Regions from separate parts of the Mus musculus genome. Here regions 1, 3 and 4 are each linked to region 2. A link is a contact called in public HiChIP or PLAC-seq and promoter capture Hi-C data. All regions are on one chromosome and are shown on one strand. The core of a region is the stretch at or near the end of the contact, and the rest is flanking DNA. Distances in the headings are between cores, read along the strand shown. Region 1 overlaps Gm30667 (predicted gene, 30667). Region 2 holds the start of Bhlhe22 (basic helix-loop-helix family, member e22). Region 3 has its middle 42 kb from the start of 4930433B08Rik. Region 4 overlaps Gm30667 (predicted gene, 30667).

Region 1 (3,153 bases), core at 569-3,068, 370 kb before region 2:
ATTTCCAGGTGATTTTTTTTTCTTACTTTACATTCTTTGAGTACTTTATTTGAGTTCTAAGAACATGCCAAATTTACCCTCCTACTGAGAATGTATTTTCTGCATTGAAATTATAGTCTTCATGACAATTCCATTTTAAAACTACTCATTAATTTTAAAATAGATATACAATTTATGAATGAATTTTTGTATATGAAATTTACATGATTTAAAGCTTTCTTTCTGATTCCTAAGGCTTGTTTAAAGTCAGTCCGTGGCTCATTAACTGGTACATCTTGCTGCTCATCCCACGGACTTCTCAGATCTTCTACATCTGTTGTGGATTCCTTGTAGTACAGTGAGGGGCTAAGGACAGGGACATGAGTTAAATCATCAACTGAGACACAGAGGAGCCATTTAGACTTAAATGTTCTTGTGACAGTTAGTGTTCTAAAGGTTGGCTCAAGTAATGGTAAAATTAATTGACAATGTATAAGGAAAGACATCAACAGAGCCTATGAAAGAGCTGTGTAAGATTCTTTACCGTAGTAAGTAAAATCCTTAGCAATACCTTGACACTAGTCGTTGATATATAAGTATCACAGATTATTCCAGAAATGGAGGATTTATAGTTACTATAATACACTTGAAAATTAATGTAACTATGACCTTATTGCATCATGAGTCCAGAGAATATAAGGTAGTGGTTTTTAACTCGTGGGTTGTGACCCACCCCTTTGAAAGGTCAAACAGCCCTTTCATAGGGCTTGCCTAAGATCATTGGAAAACACAGATACCTCCATTACAGTTCATAGCAATAGCATAATTATAGTTACAAAGTAGGAACAAAATGATTTTATGATTTTGGGCATTGCCACAATATGAGGAACTGTATTAAAGAGTCATAATATTAAGAAGGTTGAGAGTCACTGATCTAGGACATGACAGACAGTCTAGCCAACTGGAAAATTTAATATTAACACCTTCAGCCTGGTTCAAAAGATGGACCTCTGTGATGAGGTACTTGACTCTACTAAAAAGGACTTGGATCCATTCCTCAACATCACAAAAACAATATCAATGAAAACCAAGCAAAGAAACAACACACTAGAAATCTTGTCTCTTCTCACATAGAACCAATAAGCTGTAATGTTCTTTAAACATTGTGATGCCAGCTGCAGGTTCCTCTGTAGGCTCTAGCCTCCCATGGCGAGGTGGTTTCCCAAGCTTTGAAAACATCCACTTTTAGCCCATTTCCTAGTCTACGTTTATGGTTCTTATATGTAGGAAAGAGGCTGAAATTGTAAAAAAAAAAAAAAAAAAAAAAAAAAGTAAGATTTTCACCCTTCTTCCTATGTTTACTGTGACCATTTGTGTTCCTTCGTTCCTTCTGGGGTGAGTATTTTCCAGTTTTAGGTGAGAGGAACACTGGCAGTTCCTGGAATTTACTGACTTTCTCATGTCTCACAGCATCCTTCCTGTGTCAGCCCTTTAGATAGTAAGATGAACAGAACTGACTCACATCTGCAAAGCTTCCTTAGCCAGTGCCCCTTGTGCTACCCGATAAGAACTAGGATGGCTAGGATCCAACAAAAGGGGAAAAAAGGCTCAGCTCAGCTAAGGTTATTTTAGTGGTTTTGTTTCCAAATATACAAAGGAGCCAAATGCATTTCACATACAGTGCCCTCCCCCCATCCCCCGCTTATATAAAGGAAAGACTTTGTTTTTAAAGAGGGGAAATCCACCTCTGAAATTGCAGAACACTGACACAGCATCATCTATCTTGGCAAAAGTTGACTGAGCAGATGATGTAGATCCACTTAACTTGGACTCAATCAAAGGCTTTGCTATTTTCATTTCACAGGCCAGATGTAGCTCATCATCGGTTGGAATCAATTCCAGAAGAGGTGTTAGAGTCTGGTGGTCCAAAAGAAAGTCTCTTCCAGGCACTGAAAAGAGCCACAAGGAAAATGAATATGATCTCCAATATCCCCACAACTGAGGTAGTCCAGTATTCAGCTCAGACTAAACAGTTAGATAAACTAGAAGAGACCCATTTTAGGATTCTCCAAAGTTAAAAAACTTGTAGTCTTGGCCACAGTGTCTACACACTGTTTTTCTGGGAATATGCCATCATATCAAAATGGATGGTGGGGTGAAATAAATTATCATGGGAAAAGATACTTGGGTTTTCAATAGATAAAACAAAAACAAAAAAACAACAACAAAAAAAACATTAGAAACCAAATACAAACTCAAAGCAAGGCTAACTAGGTTGCTTGAGTCATCTCTACTGACTAGAATCCACATACCAAATGCCTAACTGCTCCATCTTGTAGAGAAAACAAAACAAAACAAAACAAAACACCCCAAATCAAAAACCCAATCAAAAAGCAACAAAATCTCAAATGCTTAATTAACTGAATTAGGAGGAAATGAATCAATATTTTCTAAAGCAAATTAAAAATCATGAGGAATTTGTATGTTAATACACATTTCAATAGAGACACCTCATTCTCAGAACTGCAGGCTCTCCAACCTGATTTTTTTAAAACACATATTGAAGTTTTACAGATTAAGAAAATTAGATAAACTACCCTCAATGCATTGTTATTACCTGATAGGAAGTAGGACTGTAAGAAATTACATTTTTCACACATCTTGGGGAAAAAAAAACCCTCAGAAAAAAACAAATCCAACACAACTCTAGCAGAAATCTAATACAGAGAAAATACTCTATAGTTCCTCACAAGATAGAATGGCTTATATTCTCAATGAGAATTTAAAATTCTAACCACGTATCTGAATAGTTAAGGCTGCTGCTGGCATTATGGGTAGACTTGTGTCTTCCCACTTAATGATGAAAAGTAAGGTCTTGGTCTTATTGAATTAATACAGTATCAGTTGGATAGACTTTTAATCTAATGGACTTTCCCTTTTTAAAGAGAGTAACATCAGACTAGTATACAGGGAAAGTGCCATATGACAATTGGAGTTATGTTACTATAAGCCAAGTGCTGCCAGGGATAGAAGCAATGCCTGAGATAGATCCTGGTAACAATTCAGGCACTATCTTAATTTTAGACTTCTGGACTCTAACTCTGGCATTGACACATATTCACAGTCTAGCCACTCTGTTTGTGAAGCTTTGTTCATTATTAATTAGCAAAATAT
Region 2 (3,234 bases), core at 173-2,672:
CCGGCCGCCTGCTCGTAGGCGCCGAGCGCCGGGTGCAGGGCAGCGGCCGCCGCAGCCGCGGCCGCGGAGCTGGGAAGAGAGGCTGCCGAGATGGCCTGGCCTTGGTTGAGGTAGGCGACTAAGCGCCGCATTTCCTCCAGGGCCTGTGCCTGCATGAGGATGTAGTTCTTGGCGAGGAGCAGCGTGGCGATTTTGGAGAGCTTCCGCACTGAAGGGCTGTGCGCGTAAGGAATGACCGCGCGCAGCTCATCCAGAGCGTCGTTCAGGTCGTGCATCCTCCGGCGCTCGCGAGCGTTGATGTTGAGGCGCAACGCCTTCTGCTCTTTGGATTTCTTGCTGCTGCCGCCGCCACCGCCGCCGCTTCCGCCGCCACTTGTGGGGCCCCCCGGGGGGAGGCCCGAGCCACCATGCAAGTGGGCGTTGGAGCAGCCCTCGGCCACCTTGGCGCTGCCGCCCCCCGCTCCCGGCGATGCCCGCGGGTCGGGGCCCCCGGCTCGCAGCACCAGCTCGCAGCGGCCGTCGCTGTCGTCGTCGGGGCTCTGCTCGCCCCCGCTGCTCTCGGCCACGGAGCCGCGTCCGGCGCTCTCGCCGTACTTGAGGCACAGGGCAGCCCCCGCCGGCAGGCTGCTCAGGCTCGGCTCGCCCCCCACGCCCGCTGAGCCCACGAGCAGCCCCGGGACACTCACCCCGCCGCCGCCGCCGCTCGCGCCACCGCCTCCTCCGGGCGGAGGCAGCAGCAGCCCAGCCCCTTCGGGATCAGCGGGCTCGAAACAGCCGAGGGGCGACGAGGACGACGCCGGGCGTTCGCGAGTTGGAGGCGCCAGGGACAGGTCCATGCCCGGGGGTGTGGAGCGAAAAGCCGCCTCCAGGCGCTTGGCGGCGGAGGTGCCCAGGCTCTTGTGCAGGAAGAGGTCGTCTTCGCTCGCGGCCGCCGCACCGAGGTGCAACCCGCGTTCCATCGTCCGGGCCAGCCGCCACCTGGGCTGGAGAGTCAGGCGGCCGCACAGACGCGCGCCGGCGGGGTTCCGGAGCTGCTGCGTGCGTCGGTCCCCACGCTGCCCGCAGCCCTGTCCCCTTCTTTTTCTTTTTCGCCTTCCCCCGCGCTCGCCGCCTCCTCTTCTTCTTCTTCTTCGTCTCCAGCCGACGGTGCTGGCTGCTAAGGCTCACCATGGGCCGCGGCCCCTCATGGTGGGAGGCTGGTCTCGGAGGGAGCGGGGCTGCCGCCGCTACCGCCTCTGAGTCCAATCCCGCGCCTGCTCTACGCACCGTTTATCTTGCTTGGATTCACCTTCAAGAGATTTCCGGACCCATCAACCAGCCGCCGCCACAGACGGGGGAGTCTTTTACATCATTATCTCTGAGTAGGTTATTATGAAGAAGACTCGCCTGTTGGGACAGCGCTTTCTACCCAATCAGGTTAACGTTTTAATTAATAGGATTAAAACGGTAACAAACAATCGCAAGCGCTATCTGGCCGCGAGTCTGAATAGTTTCATTTCCCAGGTCTGAAGACAGGCAGCAGCCAGAGCTTTATAAAAGGCGCCTGCTCCATTATTCTGCCTGCCATCTGTATACACAGCTTAGCGCATATGTTTGCAAGGCGCTGGGTCCTGTTAGTAACCCAACAACTGCCTTTAGCTTGACATGTGTGGCGACTTTCACTCATCAATGAGCACACTAAAAGCCCTACTTAGAGCCGAGGATGTTCTTTGCTCCTTCAGCAAATTGTATATCCGCGGTAAAGACTGGGAGTCCAGTGGAAAGCCCCCGCCCCCACTGAGCACCCCCCACACACTACCCTTCACTGGGCCACTACTGTCTCAGCTTGCTTAGTTACCCTCATAGGAGAGAATTCTATATCTCCCTGTTAATAGCATGTCTGCATTTATAGATGGAACCTGGGGGCTGGGGGTAGGGGTGAGGTCCCTGCTGGCTTGTCTCGAATTTACCCTAGATTTTCAGCTAGTATGTCAGCAATGCAAGAGCCAACCCAGATTTTCTCCGCACCACTTTTCCCACAGCCCTCCACTGTCCATTTCCTATATAGATGGAAAAAAAATCAAACAATTAAAGAAAGCAACAAAATGATGACCAAGTTGCTTACATAGCCCGTTTGATTTAAAACTCGGAGGGGGCGGAGTGGGGGAGGCCTTTGCCGAGTCCCCCACGCTGTTAAGTTGGTGGTGAGAGAAGCTCACTGCTTCGTGGACAGAAAGAAAAGAAAAACTAGTCTCAAACTTTCCTCAAGATTAAATCCAGTTGCTTCGCAAGAGGGAACATTCAGAGTGGAATCTTCTCACACACCAAGTGGGGGCATTCGTGCATTTAGCTGCTCTGAAGACGTTTGGGGACATCTGGATCCGTCTGGGCTGTTCCTGCAGGGTTAGTTCAGGGCAGAATTGTGGAAACAAGAGCTGTCTGGATGGAGATAGTACACGTGGTCCTCGTGCTTCTGAGTCCAGTTTCTCGAAGCACACGATATTTAGTGGCTAGTTTTCATCCTTATAAGTAAAAACCGTATTCCCTCTTATCTGGCAGAATTACTGAAGGCTGTGCAGTTTGGGGTTTCTCTGGTTTCATTAAAAAACCTTTTAATTGTGGCTTTCAGAGTTGGCCCCAGGTGTTGGACTCTTTTCATTATATTTTGCTCTAATGTGATGAAATTCTAATTCTCTCCTTACCATATGGTTAAATTTCCCCACTGAGAATTAGTTGAAAAGGGAGAAATAATCTATTAATCTCTGTAATAGATTCACAAATGAGGTTCATCTCAGAACCTGTTTTTGAATGGTAATATCAGAACAGTTGGGCACCTTATTTCATACAGGAAACGTGAGGGCGACACAGAAATGTCTACATTGTCACCTGGAAAGGATGGAAAGGAACCTTGGTTCTACCCTTGCAGAATGGAAAAGTCATCTGTAACTGGTGTTCCTTCGGCTGAATCGGAACCCGCAAACGGACTGCTGGAAGCTGTATTGCTTGAGATCCTGCGGTTAACAGAAGGCCTGCCAATGTGTATAGCTGTGGACCATAGCCGCTTTGGTGCGGGGCGGTGCCTCTTTTGCGCTCTGGGCTCGCCGCCTCCTCTCTCCCTCCTCTGTTCCTCGCAGCTGTTAGCCTGTCCCTTTAGGAAGCTAAAGACACAGACGCGCTAGTGTTGTTGTTTGTCAATTAGCAGCTTTGTTTTCAGAGGGATCATAAAGGAAGGGTCTCTATAAACTTAGGCTAATG
Region 3 (3,221 bases), core at 164-2,663, 470 kb before region 2:
CTCAAAGCCATTCTCTGGCATTCCTAGGCATGGACCTGGCCAGTGTCCAACTTCCTGGCCAGTATTAAATAAAGCTTGCTTTAATAGGATAATTGTGGAACTGATCTTTTTCCCACTAGTCTCAGGTATAGCAGCACAAGCTTTGAGGTTTCCATTAGCTTCTACAGGTGAGTTTCAGCAATCAGAAGAATTTGAGGCAAATCGACATTTAATCAAGTTATTTATTATTGTAGAGAGTATGCTTATCTGTAGTTACAGTGCTTCAAGTTGCAAAAATTCCATGTTAACAGGAATTTGTTACTTGGCTTGCTGAATTATATAGAGAAATATGGCAGAGAAATTTTGAAACTTTGTTCTTACTTTAGATGGCATCCCTATCTGCCCCAATCCTTTCTGGCAAGACAACGCTCTGTTTCTGCCATTCAGGACATTTATAGATTCATTCCATCTTCTTCTTAGCTGTATATAATAAGTGAGCTATGTAGCTTTGTTTTGTCAGCTTTCTGTCATGTGACAGAAAGAACTTGTGGAAACCTTACTTTGGCTCATTGTTTCAGGGGGTCTTAGCCCAGAGAGTCTGGAATGGCCTGTGGAGCTTTTGGTAACAGCAGCCTATGAATGAGGTGAATCGTATTACCACAGATCAGTGAACAAGGAGCGTTAGACTGAACAAGGGGTGAATATCGTCTTGACAAGTTTACTTCTGTAACCTTCTTTATACCAGCAAGGCCTGATCTCTTAAAAGTTTCCAAGCACACCACCAGCTGAGAAATAAGCATTCAAATCAGGAGAGTTGGGAGTCATTTTAGACTCAAACCTGAGCACCTTTTTCTGGGTAGGCCCCAAGGGCTTTATTTACTCTTTCTTGTTAGCAAATGGCCCCCAATTAATGAATCTCTTCCCACTTTCCTCAGTCTAAGCAAAACACACACATCTTGACTCTTCACTGACTATAGCTGGCCTGTCTCTCTAACAAATGGCTTTCATAGCCTTCCCTTCAAGAAGATGAGTTTTGTGAGTGAACCCACCTACAAATCAGAAAGACCAGAAAGATATCTTTTGAAAGACCATCATATTGCAGGAAGAATCTGCATTTGAAAAAGCTGTCTTTATAGAATCTGAGCGGAATGTATCAAATAGCTGAATGATGCCATCTGGAAAGATGCATGTGCAAAAAGAGCACTAACAGCAAGCCTCGTCTATGGAGCTGCGAGTAACCAACAAGGAAACGTTGGTGTATCAACAGGCAGGGCAGACGTCCTTTGATTAAAAGACACTTACAGGAAGATAACAAATCAAGCCCTTTCAGCCATCTTGGTTCTTTCCCTGAGGTGAGTTGGGGACAGGGGTGCAGCTGCAGACCCGGAGTCATTCATATAGGGGAATTCATTTTCAGTGGCCTGTGGATGGCTTGTAGTCAAAGCAGATTTCCATGCAAGAATGATCTATGGGCCAGGCATTCCACCCCCTTTGCTCACACAAAGACTGATTGCATGGCCCACAGCTGGATCCAGATTCCTGTTTAATTAAATGCGAGCCCTCATTCTGTTGCATTACATCAAAGAGGGGGAAGGTGACTCAGAGGTGAAATGGCTAATGTAAATCTTCAACCCCTAAAGGGTTGAATGGAGAATGGATAACAAATCTAGCTTTATGCCGTGGTTGTTTGGAAGTAAAGAGTATAAATATAATTGAGACATCTGTGACTCTTCCTTTTCCCACTAAGATCAGCCTTCAGAAAGATATTTTCTGTAACAGATGTTTGGTAGAATAGACCTAAATAAGTAAGTACATACATACATACATACATACATACATACATATATACATACATCTCCCTATGAAGTAGTTCATCAAGAAAAGTCTTGTGAATGGCATCACAGGGCACATAATGGGCTCAACTGTAGTAGGTTTAGGTAAAAACAGGATTAAATAATTCTGTTTACATAGTTTAATGCTTTAGGGCCTCAGAATGTTTAGTATTATCATTGTTATTTGAAACCTAAGTATATATTAAAATTAAAACTTGAATAGATGGATGTGTGCACAAATTCACATAAAAGATTTTAAAAGTCAATTTTATTCTTTTACAGTAAAGGATACTTGTGTGCCACTTATGAAAATTTCCTGTAACATGGAAGGAGTTAAATAGAGCAGAGACTGAAGGAATGACCATCCAGAGACTGCTCTACCTGGGGATCACTTTTCATACTATGTCTTAAACATTTGTTCCCTTCCCCGTCTCCACACTTTTCATACTATGTCTTAAACATTTGTTCCCTTCCCCGTCTCCACACTGGGAGCTGATCTGGCTTGACTTATCCAGGTCTGGTGTATTCTGCCACTGACTCTGTGACTTTTATGTGCATCAGTCCTACAGTATTTGGAAGATACACTTTCCTTAGAGTCAATCATCACCTCTGGGTCTTACCATCTTTCTGCTTGCTCTGCATAAGTTCCCTGATGTATGAGGGGAAGGGTTTGACAAAATAGTTCCCAATTACTACAAGAAGGTTCTTTGTTGAGGGCTGAACAAGGCATTGATCTATGGCTACACATGTAAAAGGGTAGTAAATTTTTTTCTTTTTTTTTTGGTTTTTCGAGACAGGGTTTCTCTGTGTAGCACTGGCTATCCTGGAACTCTGTAGACCAGGCTGGCCTTGAACTCAGAAATCCACCTGCCTCTGCCTTCCAAGTGCTGGGATTAAAGGCATGCGCCACCACGCCTGGCTATGAGTAGTAATTTTATTGCTATGTTCTCTCAGTTCTTTAAAACAATAGTATTAGGTTTGTTTCCCATCCCTGCCTCCCCTATACCATAACCTTTCTAGTCTCAGGTTCTTGGCTACTTTATCAGTGCCAGAGATAGGTTCTATCTCATGAAGCATACTATAATTCCAGTAATAAGTGGTTGGTTACTCACATACATTTAAGCCACTATTGCACAATTATATCTTACTGGCAGGCCATTTTTATAGACCACGTGGCTTGTAGCTGGGAAATACTAATGATCATCTTTCTCCTCTAGTCACATGTACTTTCTATTACCATGAATACTAGTCAGTAGGAAGAAAGTAGATTGCTTTTGGTAGGATGGCAATTTTCACAATATTAGTCTTACTGGTGGATAAGCATGAGAGATTTCTCAGTCTTCTGGCATCATCTTCAATTTTTAATTTTTATATATATACAAGTCTCTTGCTTCCTTGTTTAGAGTTATT
Region 4 (3,192 bases), core at 655-3,154, 400 kb before region 2:
ATGTGTGTAATTTATGCTGCCTAGAACTAAGGCGTCATATTTTTCTTTTTTCCTAACTAACAGGGGGAGACTTTCTTGGAAACGGATAAAGGAAAGAGTCCAGTAATTTGTAGCAATGTGACTACAGCCACACATGCTCTAGAATTAATGTTCTTCATTAGGGTGAGTAGGATCAGCTGTATGTATACATCATGTTTTTAATTAACTCAGTCCCCACAACAGGATTCATGATTTAAACTACATTTTTTTCTTAAATCACAAAATTAAAAAAAAAATGGGTGGCACTTTTTTCACATGCAAAAAAGGGGGGTATTTAGAGGAATGAAAGGCTCTTTGTATTATGGGGAGGGTGTTCAGAAGAGCTGTGTAATCCTCTGTTAATCAGATAAAGGAGAGCTTGGCATTGAATGATTCTGCTGAGATGCGGCAAAGTCGACCATTGTGACAGTTTTCCCTCTGTACAATAGCTATGATTTCAACTTATTTGTCTGAATGTCTTTAATAAGTCTAATGTGTTACATGCCTTGCTTCTGCAGAACTGACCTGCTGCTGGTTTCATAAGGTACTACCAGCTTTAGGGAACTGCAGCCAGACAATGTGAATGCTCAAGTGAGGGGTGAGGGGAGGAACTTTTTATAGACATTTCATTCTCTGAGATCATATTAACATAAATCTGACAGTTAATCTCCATATTGCAAAAAGGCTGCCCAGACTCACTTAATTAAACTGAGAACAAACCTGCTTCTTTATTTGCCAGGTACAGTTTCTATCGTAAAAATACTCACTTTCAATTATGATGCATGACTACAGATTGTGTCAAAACCATGGGGTAGTAGAGGGTGGGCTGGTGCAATTGGGGTATGTACTCATAAATCTGTACAGGCCATTCCTTATACCATACAAAGTCCATTACAGAGGCTTCAAATTTATAAAAGTTACAATTTTGCCTTAGATTGTGATGACTGAGATTAACTTTTATAGAGAGTTGTTTGAAATTTACTTAAATTCTAATCTTTGCTGAATGTTTATTGTTTTTTTAAATTTATTTTTGTTGTTGATTTTTGAGACAGTGTCTCTCTTCATAGCCCTTGTTGTTCTAAAACTCACTATGTTGACCATGCTGGCCTTGGACTCACAGAGATCCTCCTGCCTCTGTCTCCTAACTGCTTAGATTAAAGTGTGTGACACCAGGCCAGGCAGTTAGTTATGTCTGTACTCTGCATTCAAAAAAGACCTCAAAACATGTGTTGAAAATGCCTACCAAGAAAAGTGCAGGACCTCAACATTGGTAAGCAGAATATTTCTTCAATTTCTACTTAGCGCTCTTCCATACCAAGCACAACAAGTCCTTTGTTAACCAAAGTTAATAACTTTTGTGAATTTAGAACACGCACATTCATCCAATAAATACTTGTGAAATACAATCTCTCTTCTTGGCAAAAGTGAATCCTATAAAAATTCCTGCCCCTATGGAGTTCTATTCCAGTGAGAGAAACAGGAGCAGTTTACTCCATAATGTCAAACATTTTAAGTTCTATAAAGTTATCCTATAAAACAACAGTAAACAGCCTGGAATCTATAGGGAGCTGCATGTCTAGAGAAAGCAAGGAAAGACCTCTTTGACAATCTGTCCTTTGATCACTCTGGATTGAAGTGAGGAAGCAAAGACTGAGAATTATGAGAGGTAGAGACCCAGGAAGAGCCAACTCTAGCTTCAAATTTCCTGTCATATAAATGACAGCCAGTTTTCGTAAATGAAGCATCCAGGAATGACTTCTGGCCAGCTGCTTTTAATCTCTTGGTTCTTTCTGGAACCATATGATTCAGGGCTCCACAATCTGCACTCCTTTCAGTAACACTGTCTTCCAGGCTCCTATGGGAATGACTCATTAAGTTTTGATTGCAGCATTCAACTACTTTTCTAGCCAAAGTTCCAAAGTCTTCTACATTCCTCCAAAGCACAACACAGCAGTGGGATTTTTCACAGCAGCAATTCCAGTTCTGGAAACAACTTTTACACTAGCTACGTTTTATTGCTGTGATAAAATTCTATGACCAAAAATGACTCAGAAGAAAGAGGTTAATGTGGCCTACAGTTACAGGTAGGGAGACAGACATGGTGGGGAAGCCTAGAAGTGTGGGAAGCCACATGTGCCGTTGCAGAGTGGCACTGACTACTGCTGGCCACCACGCATAAGATTGGACAAACAACCAATGTGTACATATGCAGTAAAGTTTTTTGCAAAGACACTGCCTGGCCCAGGCATGATAATGAGGTTCTGTAAGGTACTGAGAGTATAACCAATCAGATGTGAGACATGCAAATGAGGTATGATAATGAGGTTCTGTAAGGTACTGAGAGAGAGTAGCCAATCAGATGAGGAACATGCAAATGAGGCTTAGTGCATAACCAATCCGGGTGTGAGACACGCCCCTCCTAGGCCTATAAAAGCAGCACCAGTTCTGGGCTCGAAGTCTTTTCGCCTCTACAATCAAGCTCTCCCAATAAACGTGTGCAGAAGGATCCTGTTGCAGCGTCGTTCTTCCTGGCCAGTCGAGCGCGCGCAAGATAGAAGTAGGGGTACAGAATTCATTTCCAACCACAAATACAAGACAGAGGAAATGAACTGGGAGTGAATTGAGGCTGCAGTCTCATAGCCCTGTCCCAGTGATGTATTTTCTCTATTGAGTTTCTATGACCTAAAAGTTTTCATGACCCCAAGAGTGCCATCAACCAGGCATTTTAACTGCTCAACTTTCTGAGCATATTAGCATCATTTATTTTTAAACCATCACAGACAGTATACTACAAAGCAAAACACTAAGAAAGTCAGGTAATTTTAGGTACTCAATAAGTTTGGAACATTTCATATGATGGGCAACAGTAAGATTGGATGTCATATATGGCTTATTGCAATTCTATAAAGGCATAAAGGTAAAAATTCCCAGTCTTCATTAGATGCTTTGAAATCTTAAGTTGTAATGAGAGCCCCAAGGAAGTTCCTTATGAGTTTTCCATGTATACATATGCTCACTACTGTGGTATGTGTGCTATTCCACACTGAACCATATACATTACAAAGTAGGGAGATTGGCCTCAAGTGAACATCACAGGTGAACTTTTCTGCTCCACTTTCTTGTAAAGGTAAGAGGTCACACTGACTTGGTAGAACTTCAACACTAACAAGCAAA

Evidence for each region. Promoter capture Hi-C pulls out the DNA fragments that hold promoters and counts their contacts. HiChIP or PLAC-seq counts read pairs in DNA pulled down with a chosen protein or histone mark.
Region 1: a promoter capture Hi-C map of hippocampal neurons shows a contact between it and region 2, with 6 times the contacts expected there. The contact joins the enhancer-like site here to the promoter of Bhlhe22 in region 2. A contact is called at or near these places in 9 of 39 promoter capture datasets (the 3T3-L1 cell line, cranial neural crest, embryonic stem cells and 4 more) and 3 of 115 datasets of contacts at active chromatin or transcription factors (astrocytes, bone marrow-derived macrophages and embryonic forebrain).
Region 3: a contact with region 2 is called in an H3K27ac HiChIP or PLAC-seq map of embryonic stem cells, with 7 times the contacts expected there. The contact joins the enhancer-like site here to the promoter of Bhlhe22 in region 2. A contact is called at or near these places in 9 of 39 promoter capture datasets (the 3T3-L1 cell line, 3T3-L1-derived adipocytes, embryonic stem cells and 3 more), 1 of 484 Hi-C or Micro-C datasets (liver), 4 of 115 datasets of contacts at active chromatin or transcription factors (astrocytes, embryonic forebrain and embryonic stem cells) and 1 of 9 other capture datasets (embryonic stem cells).
Region 4: a contact with region 2 is called in a promoter capture Hi-C map of liver, with 4 times the contacts expected there. The contact joins the enhancer-like site here to the promoter of Bhlhe22 in region 2. A contact is called at or near these places in 8 of 39 promoter capture datasets (the 3T3-L1 cell line, 3T3-L1-derived adipocytes, the C10 cell line and 3 more), 5 of 484 Hi-C or Micro-C datasets (cortical neurons, embryonic somatosensory cortex, liver and 2 more), 4 of 115 datasets of contacts at active chromatin or transcription factors (astrocytes, embryonic forebrain, embryonic midbrain and 1 more) and 1 of 9 other capture datasets (liver).

What each region holds. Positions count from the first base shown.
Region 1 is chr3:18,420,751-18,423,903 of GRCm38.p6, reverse strand. The region is part of intron 2 of Gm30667 (predicted gene, 30667); the gene reads left to right. Among named protein-coding and RNA genes, the nearest start is that of Gm30667, 39 kb to the left of the region's middle. Within about 2 kb of position 1,818, at least 8 of the 459 cell types and tissues checked have an H3K27ac peak or open chromatin away from gene starts, as enhancers often do. A contact at or near this core is called in hippocampal neurons, where this site is marked.
Region 2 is chr3:18,052,513-18,055,746 of GRCm38.p6, reverse strand. Bhlhe22 (basic helix-loop-helix family, member e22) reads right to left here and starts at 1,422. Exons shown (of 1, transcript NM_021560.4): 1 at 1-1,422. The coding sequence starts at 959.
Region 3 is chr3:18,521,028-18,524,248 of GRCm38.p6, reverse strand. It overlaps the pseudogene Gm6369. Among named protein-coding and RNA genes, the nearest start is that of 4930433B08Rik, 42 kb to the right of the region's middle. Within about 2 kb of position 1,413, at least 6 of the 459 cell types and tissues checked have an H3K27ac peak or open chromatin away from gene starts, as enhancers often do. A contact at or near this core is called in embryonic stem cells, where this site is marked.
Region 4 is chr3:18,451,068-18,454,259 of GRCm38.p6, reverse strand. It overlaps Gm30667 (predicted gene, 30667), which reads left to right. Exons shown (of 6, transcript NR_166207.1): 2 at 64-162. Among named protein-coding and RNA genes, the nearest start is that of Gm30667, 8.7 kb to the left of the region's middle. Within about 2 kb of position 1,904, at least 35 of the 459 cell types and tissues checked have an H3K27ac peak or open chromatin away from gene starts, as enhancers often do. A contact at or near this core is called in cortical neurons and liver, where this site is marked.